Regions from separate parts of the Rattus norvegicus genome. Here all the other regions are linked to region 2. A link is a contact called in public Hi-C data. All regions are on one chromosome and are shown on one strand. The core of a region is the stretch at or near the end of the contact, and the rest is flanking DNA. Distances in the headings are between cores, read along the strand shown.

What was found. A called contact is a pair of places that touch in the nucleus more often than the background predicts.
Region 1: a contact with region 2 is called in a Hi-C map of liver, with 5 times the contacts expected there. The contact joins the enhancer-like site here to the promoter of Cenpu in region 2. A contact is called at or near these places in 7 of 12 Hi-C or Micro-C datasets (Schwann cells, frontal cortex, kidney and 3 more).
Region 3: a Hi-C map of the A7r5 cell line shows a contact between it and region 2, with 2.5 times the contacts expected there. The contact joins the enhancer-like site here to the promoter of Cenpu in region 2. A contact is called at or near these places in 2 of 12 Hi-C or Micro-C datasets (the A7r5 cell line and Schwann cells).

Annotation. Positions count from the first base shown.
Region 1 is chr16:52,060,423-52,063,468 of GRCr8, reverse strand. LOC102551895 (a long non-coding RNA gene) reads left to right here. Exons shown (of 3, transcript XR_360468.5): 3 at 1-200. Among named protein-coding and RNA genes, the nearest start is that of Ptmal4, 34 kb to the right of the region's middle. Within about 2 kb of position 1,513, at least 3 of the 93 cell types and tissues checked have an H3K27ac peak or open chromatin away from gene starts, as enhancers often do. A contact at or near this core is called in liver, where this site is marked.
Region 2 is chr16:52,470,354-52,473,213 of GRCr8, reverse strand. It overlaps Cenpu (centromere protein U), which reads left to right and starts at 1,552. Exons shown (of 13, transcript NM_001025673.1): 1 at 1,552-1,819. The coding sequence starts at 1,779.
Region 3 is chr16:52,175,012-52,177,779 of GRCr8, reverse strand. All of the region lies in intron 7 of Irf2 (interferon regulatory factor 2), which reads left to right. Among named protein-coding and RNA genes, the nearest start is that of Irf2, 110 kb to the left of the region's middle. Within about 2 kb of position 1,284, at least 38 of the 93 cell types and tissues checked have an H3K27ac peak or open chromatin away from gene starts, as enhancers often do. A contact at or near this core is called in the A7r5 cell line and Schwann cells, where this site is marked.

The DNA of each region.
Region 1 (3,046 bases), core at 264-2,763, 410 kb after region 2:
TTCGTTCCTGTCTTTGTCTTCCCAGTCTTTTGTTTTTGAGATTTAGGCTGGTCTTCCTGGATTTCTCCCCAGTAAATTAGGGGCACCAATGTCTTGAACCGGGGTCTCCCACGGTGCTTCCCAGATTTTTCCACCTAGTCAACCTGGGGTAGATATTTGGAAAATAAAGCTACAGAAGGAGCATTCTTTCTTAACACGGATAACCCGCGCGTGTGTGTTTTTTAAATCTCGCAGGCTTACGCCCAGTTCTCGGTGCTGTGTTGGTGTGGGCATCGACAGGCCTAGGCACTTATACATAAATAAATGAGCCTCCGTGTAATCATTCGGGAACTGGAGTAGACATATAAAAAGCCCAAAGGGTTACCCATGCATGTTGTAAGATCAGATCTTGGCATTACAGACAGTTGTGAGCTGCCATGTGGTTACTGGGAATTGAACCCGGGTCCTCTGGAAGAGTAGGCAGTGCTCTCAACTGTTGAGCCATCTCTCCACCTCTTTCCATATGAATTTCAATACCTTTTTTGTGAAAAATGACATTGGAATTTTGATGAGAATGGCACTGGGTCTGTAGGTGGTCTTCGGAGCATAGCCATTTCACAGTAGCCATTCTTTCAATCTATAAGAGTGGAAGAAACCAGTTTCCCCTGCCACATTCAACTGCAGAGTATGCGGAAATGAATGTGCCACTTGGACTAAATCAGAGGTTCTTCTTACCAGGGAGTGACAAAGTAAAGGAGGACAGATATTGAATGTTTAGGCAAGGGAAGAGTTGGCACAATCTCTCGGGAGAGTGAGACCTGTGGAGGAAATATGAAATATGAAAGGGAAGAAAAGATGGATGTGGCAGTGAAGGCCGGTACTTGGGAGACAAAGGCTGGGAGGGTCAGAGGGTTGGGAGTTCAAGGTAATCCTTACATAATGAGTTGGAGACCAGCCTGGGCTACATGAGAATCTGTCTCGAAGAAAATGTAAAAGAGACAGAAGGCCATTAGGTGAGAGGGAGGACAGCCTAGAGATGGCAGGAACAGTAGATGGAAGGACTTAATCAAGTCAGTGGGTTACAGGCAAAGGTTAGAAGGAGCACTGAAGAGGTGAATAAATGATGGGGCAGAAGACATGCGGGGCAGTTGTGGGTCACAGCGTAGTAGTGTCTCAGGGTGAAGCATATGACAGCATTATCAGAGTGGTTTAGAAGAATTAGTGATATCAGTTGCTGGTGACTTCTAGCCCCTACCGACTTCTAAAATCAAGTCTTACAGGGGCCGGAGAAATGGTTCAGCAGTTAAGAGCATTTACTACTTCAATAGAGGCCCTGAGTTTCCTCTCACACCAGTCTGTAACTCCAGCCCTAAGAGGTCCAATGCCCACTTCTGACCTCTGCAGGCACCTGCACACCCACGGGATACACGTGCCGTGGTAATAACTGCTTTCCCATTCTGTGGTAAAACACAGTGAAGCCAGGCACCCTGTGTAACAGAAAGTGTTTGATCAGGCACATGGTTCACTGGGTTAGAGTCCATGACGGAGTGGCCTCAGGAACAACTGAGAGTTCATATCTCAAACCACAAGCAGGAGGCAGAGAACACACTGGCAACAGCATGAGTGATTTAAAATCTCAATGGTCCGAGTGACGAGATCATGTCTCCAACCAACTGAGGAACCACGTCTTCGAACGGAGATTTATGGGAGACATCTCAGACAAACACAAGTAAAAGATTTAAAAACTCTTTAAAGATAAAGTTGGATTGAAATGTCTATTTGCATATTTCCTGTTCTCATTTGAATTTTTCAGGGCAATATCAAACACAGAATATAATAGATTATCTATTTTGTCTCTTAAAGGAAAAGTATTATCCACATTACACTGACTTATTGTGTATTTTGTGCAGATTTTGAGTGACCATTCATGTTCTATGACAGTGACAAGGGACTGTGAGCCAAAGTTGTTTCCTATAATAAATATTCATGGTACAGAATATTAAAACTATGAAAGCAAACATGTCTACATCACAGAAAGTCCCTTTCTGCTAAGGTTTCAGATGACAGGATGGAAAAAGTATCTTTGTAAACACCACTGAACTACCCTATTTCATTGTAAGATGGGCAGGGGGACTGTCCTGTGGTCACCTAGGGCCGATGTATGTGGCAGAACACTCAGAATTCTTATTTCTGTGCTGGCTGTGAGTTCCAGCTGTGCTATGCCATTCCAACGTAAGGGAAGAAGGGTGTAAAGAAATACTTTGAGATCCACGTGCAGATGTCTGATGTCTTATCTCCGAGAAGACGGTTTTGAAGGTCCCTTCTGCTCCTGTAGCTGAACTGCTGCCATGAGAATTCTCGACCCCAATGACCAGCTAATCTTCTCACATTACTTACAAGACCACAGACAAGTCAGAGTGTTCTCATTACTGTCCAAATGTTCATTTACTTCTGGATCTTGTGAACTTTCAGGATCGTAATCGGAATGTATGAAAAAAATGTGTTTTCAATAAAAAAATTTTTTTGGTTAATGGATTTGAGATGTGATTTCCGTCAATGTGTGCTTTTTCTTTTAAGTATTATCTTTATCACACTTACTTTTACTTTGTGACTATGTGAATCACTTTCTTGGTGGTTACTTCTACTACAGTCTGCTTAAAATTATTGCTAATGGTTTCTTATGATCATAAACTGTTCTGGCCTTGTTTAGTAAGAACCGAGCCCTGCTTTTGTGTGTGAGGAAGTACAGACAGTATCTCCCTAGCTCTAGGAGTCCTGTAATGTCTCCTTGCTTTCTCATGTCAGCAATCATATTAGCTTCCGGTAAACATCTCAAGTCGTATGCGTCATATTCAAAGTTCTAAATACACTTCCAACATCTCCTGGCAGTTACTGATACGGCAAAAGGCTGAAGCTCACGAATTTTGCACTTGTCTCTAGCTTCAAAAGCTTTGCGGCATTTACTTTGGAAAATAAAACACTTCTGAAAGAAAGTGTCCCAAAAGCTTTCATTTGAAACATAACTAATTTGCCTTGGGAATTATAATTTTGGGGCAGGGACTGTCCG
Region 2 (2,860 bases), core at 303-2,802:
TGGGTAATTGTGGACACACAGTTCACTGACAAGGAAATAGGAATAACCTTGAGGGGAAATGTAAATCATAAACACAAGCTTTTCATCTCAGTAGACAGGTGAGTAAAACTCTTTAAAATGCATCAAGTATGCAGAGTTGAGGGAGAGGTGAGTTGAAACAGTCTACAGTTCACAAAACCAGGACCACATCTTACATAGTGGTATCTCTACCGACTGTCCCTAGACACTCACAGACACGTGCCCTGGAAGGTGTGCACAAGAGTGTGTAGATGTGCTCTTGGGAATAGTAAACGGAAGCAACTGATGTGTCCATAGCACCGTAGTACAAACGTGATACAAATAGTTACTTAATGAACTGTAGCTGCATGCAGAAGTAACACTTTAAAATTATGGCTTTGGTGAGGGTACTTGCAGAAAACCTGCTAAAAGTTATTTATAGAGATAGAAATATACAATGATTATACACAGGAGCGTATCAAAACGGAAAAGCATAAAAATGCTAAAAACAAATAAAAAAATCTAGTTAAGGTTGGGAGGACCGTTCATGGGAGAGCCTGGGAACTATAGTTTATGTTCTAATTCAGTAATGTGTTTTTTATTTTTACAGTGTTAAATAACCTTTGCTTGGGACAGCTTGTTTGTATAGCCCTGGCTATCCTGGAAGTCACTCTGTAGACCAGGCCACCTGCTTCTGCCTCTGCAGGGACTAAAGGCATGCATCACCAGACTAGATTGCATGCATATTTTTATTGTGATAAGATGTTTAGCATAAAATTTCCATATTTCATTCTAAGCATTTTTAAGTGTTTAAACACATCCACCTTTGTGCACAACCACCCATCTCTCCCATCACCCCATCTCTAGCATTTACCACCACTGTGCTTTAGGTTAACCAAGAAATCATTGCTGGGGCTGGAGACATGACTCAGTCATTTGGAGCCTCTTGCCAAAGACCCTGAGTTCCATTCCTAAGCTGACAACCATCTGTAACTCCAGTTTCCGGGTATCTGATGCGGTCTTCTGACCTCCACAGGGACCAAGTATGCACACAACGTGTATATATGAATGTATATAATATATAAATGTATAACATTTTTGCAAATATATGCAAAACATTCATACACATAAATCTTAAAAAAGAATCATTGCCAAGTCCAACGTTTTGACTCAGTTTTCTTCTGTTTCCCCGTTTTACCTCTTAAATCTTCGACCCCTTTAAATCAAATTTTCACTCTTTTTTTTGTATCACAAGAAATTTTTAAAAACAAAATCATGAGTATGGATCCAGAAGGGACCTTCCCGCTTTACAAAGAACCTGGAATGGAGGACAAATAGCGTGTCACATTCAACCGCTGCTACAGGGAGCTAAAATCAGCTTCTCCATTTAGCAATGGGAAGGTTTTGACAGTTAGCCAGCAGCTAACAAGCCACCCGGAAGCCCAGGAGTTCCGATAGGCGGGCGGCTGGCTCGGGTCCACCCATAACCACTCCGGCTCGGGGTCATTCCCCGCGCTAGAGGCCGGAGAGTTCTAAATTCCGGAACGGTGACCAGGAGATCGGGTAGGAGGGACAGCCGGGGCAGCTAAGCCGGTTGCTTTGGACTCCGCTCCGCTTCAGGGTGTTATCCAGGCCTAGGTTTTATTCTGCTCTCGCCCAGAAGGCTCTCTGGGACAGCCCCGGAAGAGGCGGAGCATAGAGAAGACTAGGCTCTGATTGGCTGTTCAGAGCAAGGCAGGCTAGGCGCGAGTTTTGGTATCCCGGGTTTTGGGAATGGTAGGATGGCGGCTCGGAGAAGTTTGAGATACTCGGGGGACCCCGGGTAAGTGCTGCCGCCCCGAAATCCTCTCGGGATAGGCTTGACCTGTTCCAGAGATTCCCCCAGCCCCGGGTCCTAGAACCGTGGGGAGGAGATACAATTCCATGAGTCAAGCTGTGTGGTAGAGGAACTCAGACACCAGCGTCGCTTCATGTGACAAATATTAAATATTAATCATCTCTGGCCTGTCGTCATTGCTTTTTATTTCCAAGACCCAGCTGTTTTCATAATAGAAAACATGGTCTCTGATGCAAACCAAATCTCTAGCGAGGGACCAAGCAGCCGTTTCTTTAGAGCTTGGACTGGCCTTGCCTAATTCCTAAAAGGATATTCAGGGTGCGGCCTGAATCTTTTTATTATAAAGAGAAGTGCGCTGAAAAGAGGTGACTAAGCCGCTTCGAAAGATTAGTTCGACCAGCTCCTGGCGAAGGATCTTCTGGGCGTGTCTGGTGTCCAAAGCCTGGTAGAGATCTGGATAGAAAGGTCTCCCCTGCGTAGCGGGTCTTGTGTAGGAAGATTACTTGTGGAAGATGGTGCTTGTAGCTAACCACAGGACAGAGTTGGTGGGGATCCACACTCAGGGAGCAGTGGGGAGGAAGATTTAAAAAGAAATTTAGGGGGCTGGAGAAAGGACTCAGTGGTTAAGAGCACCGACTGCTCTTCTAGAGGTCCTGAGTTCAAATCCCAGCAACCACATGGTGGCTCACAACCATCTGTAATGAGATCTGATGCCCTTTTCTGGTGTGTCTGAAGACAGCTACAGTGTACTCATATATAATAAATAAAAATCTTTTAAAAACAAAGAAATTTAGGGAGAGGGCAAAGGAGCTTATCAGGGGATGCTGGTTTGTGCTTTTAATTTTTGGTTGTTCGAGACAAAATTTCTCCGTGTAACCCTGGTTGTCCTGGAGCTCACGCTGTACCAGGCTGGCCATAAACTCAGAGATCACCTGCCTCTGCCTCCCAAGTGCTGAGATTAAAGGCATGAGCCACCACCGCTGGGCAAGGGAAAGGAGCTTAAAACTTGATCTGCTAAATCAGTGT
Region 3 (2,768 bases), core at 35-2,534, 300 kb after region 2:
TCTTGCAAAGTAACTTCCATCCTTTTTATCCCGTTGTATTGGAAGTCAGTTTGAAAAGTATCCAAACTAATAAAAGAGGGAAGTGACATAATCCACGATGACATTTTGGCAGTCATATTGATCTGGAAGCTGCAGCTACAGCGAGCTCATTTGTCATGTAAAGAGTCATTCCGGAAATGGCCATGGTGGATGAAAGTCAAGAGAACAAAACTGAGGACTTGGAGCCGACTGTGCAGGAATAGTGATAAAACCCGCCATTCTCTGAGAGCAAGCTTTAGGATCCTCAGACGTGAGCACCTGCATCCCCTAGGCTGAAGGCCCCTCAAGGCCACTTTCTCAAAAAAGGGTTAGAAACTGGTATCATAGCACGCCTCACGGTGCTGTAACAAAACACGCAAGGCAATCAGCTTTAAAAGAGCTAAAGATGGTGTAGCTCACAGTTTCAAGAGCTTTGAGACTGTGACAGAACAGAACAGCATGGCCAGGACTATGTGGCGGAGCCAAGCTGCTCAGACCATGGTGGAAGGGAAGGGGGAAAAGACAGGAAGTGCTAGGGTCCCCGTATCCCCTGCATAGGTGTGAGTGTGATGGTCTTACCTCTTAAAGTTTCCAACCCATTCCAGTGTCTCTGTCATCTGGGGACTAGATATTCAGCACTTGAGCCTTTGGGGGACAGTTAAGATCCAAACCCTTATGCCCAATTCCTGAAGTGGAGGGTTTCCACAACCATGACACAGACCATTGAATTTAATTTAGAAATGATTTTCTCCAGTCAGCGTCTGTGTCAGCCAAAAACACAAGGGCAAAATATGTGTACCTTTACTTAGCCACAACTTTAGTCCTCTAGTTGAATGCTGAGTATTTACAGGAAATTAACATTCTTATTCCCCTCCAGGTCTATTCAAAGTCTTACGGAGGAGTTTAACCTGGCATCTAACTTCCAAAGCTTCCAACAACTGTGGGTTGGACTTGTGGGACCCTAGAACCCTGGTGTCAACAGCTTCTTTCTTTGAATCTCCTGCTATCTTTTGTGTGTTTGCTTTTATTTGAAGGGGAAAGGCATGGGAGACTTTAGAATTTATGGAGAGTCTTTAAGATGAGAGTGTGCCTGGTATGTGTGGAAGGAAGGGAAACTTAGGCCTCAGAGCACAAACAAAACCAAGCAGGAAAATAGGAAGGAGCTCTTGGCGGTTTGCCAGCAGGGAGGTAGCCTCTGTGCTGTTTGTGACTCTGGGATCCAAAGGACAGTTCAGTTTTCTACCCTCTGCTGACTCAGTCCACCACTTGGCAAGGTTCTCAACATCTCCGTTCCCCATTTTTTTTTCCTTCCTCTTGGAAGTGACTCTCTTGCCTCCTCTGGAGGCCGAACTGATGTGGCTTTTGTGTTTGGAGAGAAGTTTCCTTTTCTGGTCTTCGTTTACTTCTGCCTGAAAACATTTCTGGTGCCTATTGTCAGTGCGTCTCCATAGCTCAGATCACTGTTAGCTAAAACTTGGGCTTTGCAGTGGGATTCGTGACCCCTACATGGGGATGTGTTGGGCAGAACATTGTGAGGTGGAGGGACAAAAGTTGATTTTTGGTCAGCCTGGGCAATCTCCCAGGCCTGTCTGAAGTCTCTGAAGAACCGTGGCTCGGGCTGATGCAAATCCCTTCCTGGAGGAGACGTTTGGATCTGAAGTGCTTGCTGCCTGTCTCAGAAATGCACTGGGGGGGGGGGGGGACCAGTTTGTCCCTTTGTTCTTCAATTTGCTATATGCAGAGAGCCTGGTCCCTGGGCTGTGCTCTGAATGAAGGAGAACATATTGCCAGATGAGAGCAGCTGTTTTCTGATTTAGGATCCTGGTAAGGATGAACAAGACCTATATATACAGGCTCCAAGTAGAGTCTAGTCATAGATCTTCACAAATGCCCAGCTCTTGTCAGCAAAATAAATGAAATGGCAAAATGACCCACAAAAGTCTGCGAATTTTAGATGTTCTACCCTCTATGCATTAATTTTTGCAATGTCGTTAAACATCAGGAAAAAAACCCGTTCAGTATCATTTATTTTTTAATTTATAAAACAACATACAGATGATGCGCGATCGCCAGTTACTGAATTAGACTCTGTTGAATCCAGCCCAACACGCAAACTCAGTGTTAAAAAGCAATCACATCACAGGCACTGTATGTCAGCTCTGTGGTGGGCCTTTCAAAACCCCCAAACGCTCTGTCCCTCATCCTCCAATCCTCACTGAAGGTGACAGGTAACTGTAGCTCACTGTGGTTAAGAACTGCTCTCCGTGCCTCATAGCTGGCAGGTCCAATCGGGTTTATATTATCTCTTGCTCTGGAACAGTATGGCCATAAACATAATATTCCCACAGTAAAAACTCAGTTTCTGGGTTGGGGATCCAGGTATGGCTTAGCTGGGTCCTTTGCAGCAGAGCCTTGCTAACCTGTCACCAAGCTTTGGCTAATGCTGCAACCCATCTGAGATTCAACTGTTGAGCCAGTAGCTTCCCGAGGCATTGGCCAGAACTGAATTCCTTGCAAGTGGGGAAGAGCAGAGATTCCCAGTTTCTTGCCAGCTTTTACCTGGAAGCAGCCCTTACTTAAATTTGCTGTGCGGGCCTTCCTAACACTGCGGGCAAGCAAGAGAGTGCCCATAAAAGACAGGCTGAGTCTTCCACGACGATGTGAGCATGCTCAGAGAATAGTTACATCGTTGATGTGTTCCGTTGGCTAAAAGCAAGTCATAGCTCCTAACGGTACTGAGGAGGACAGGT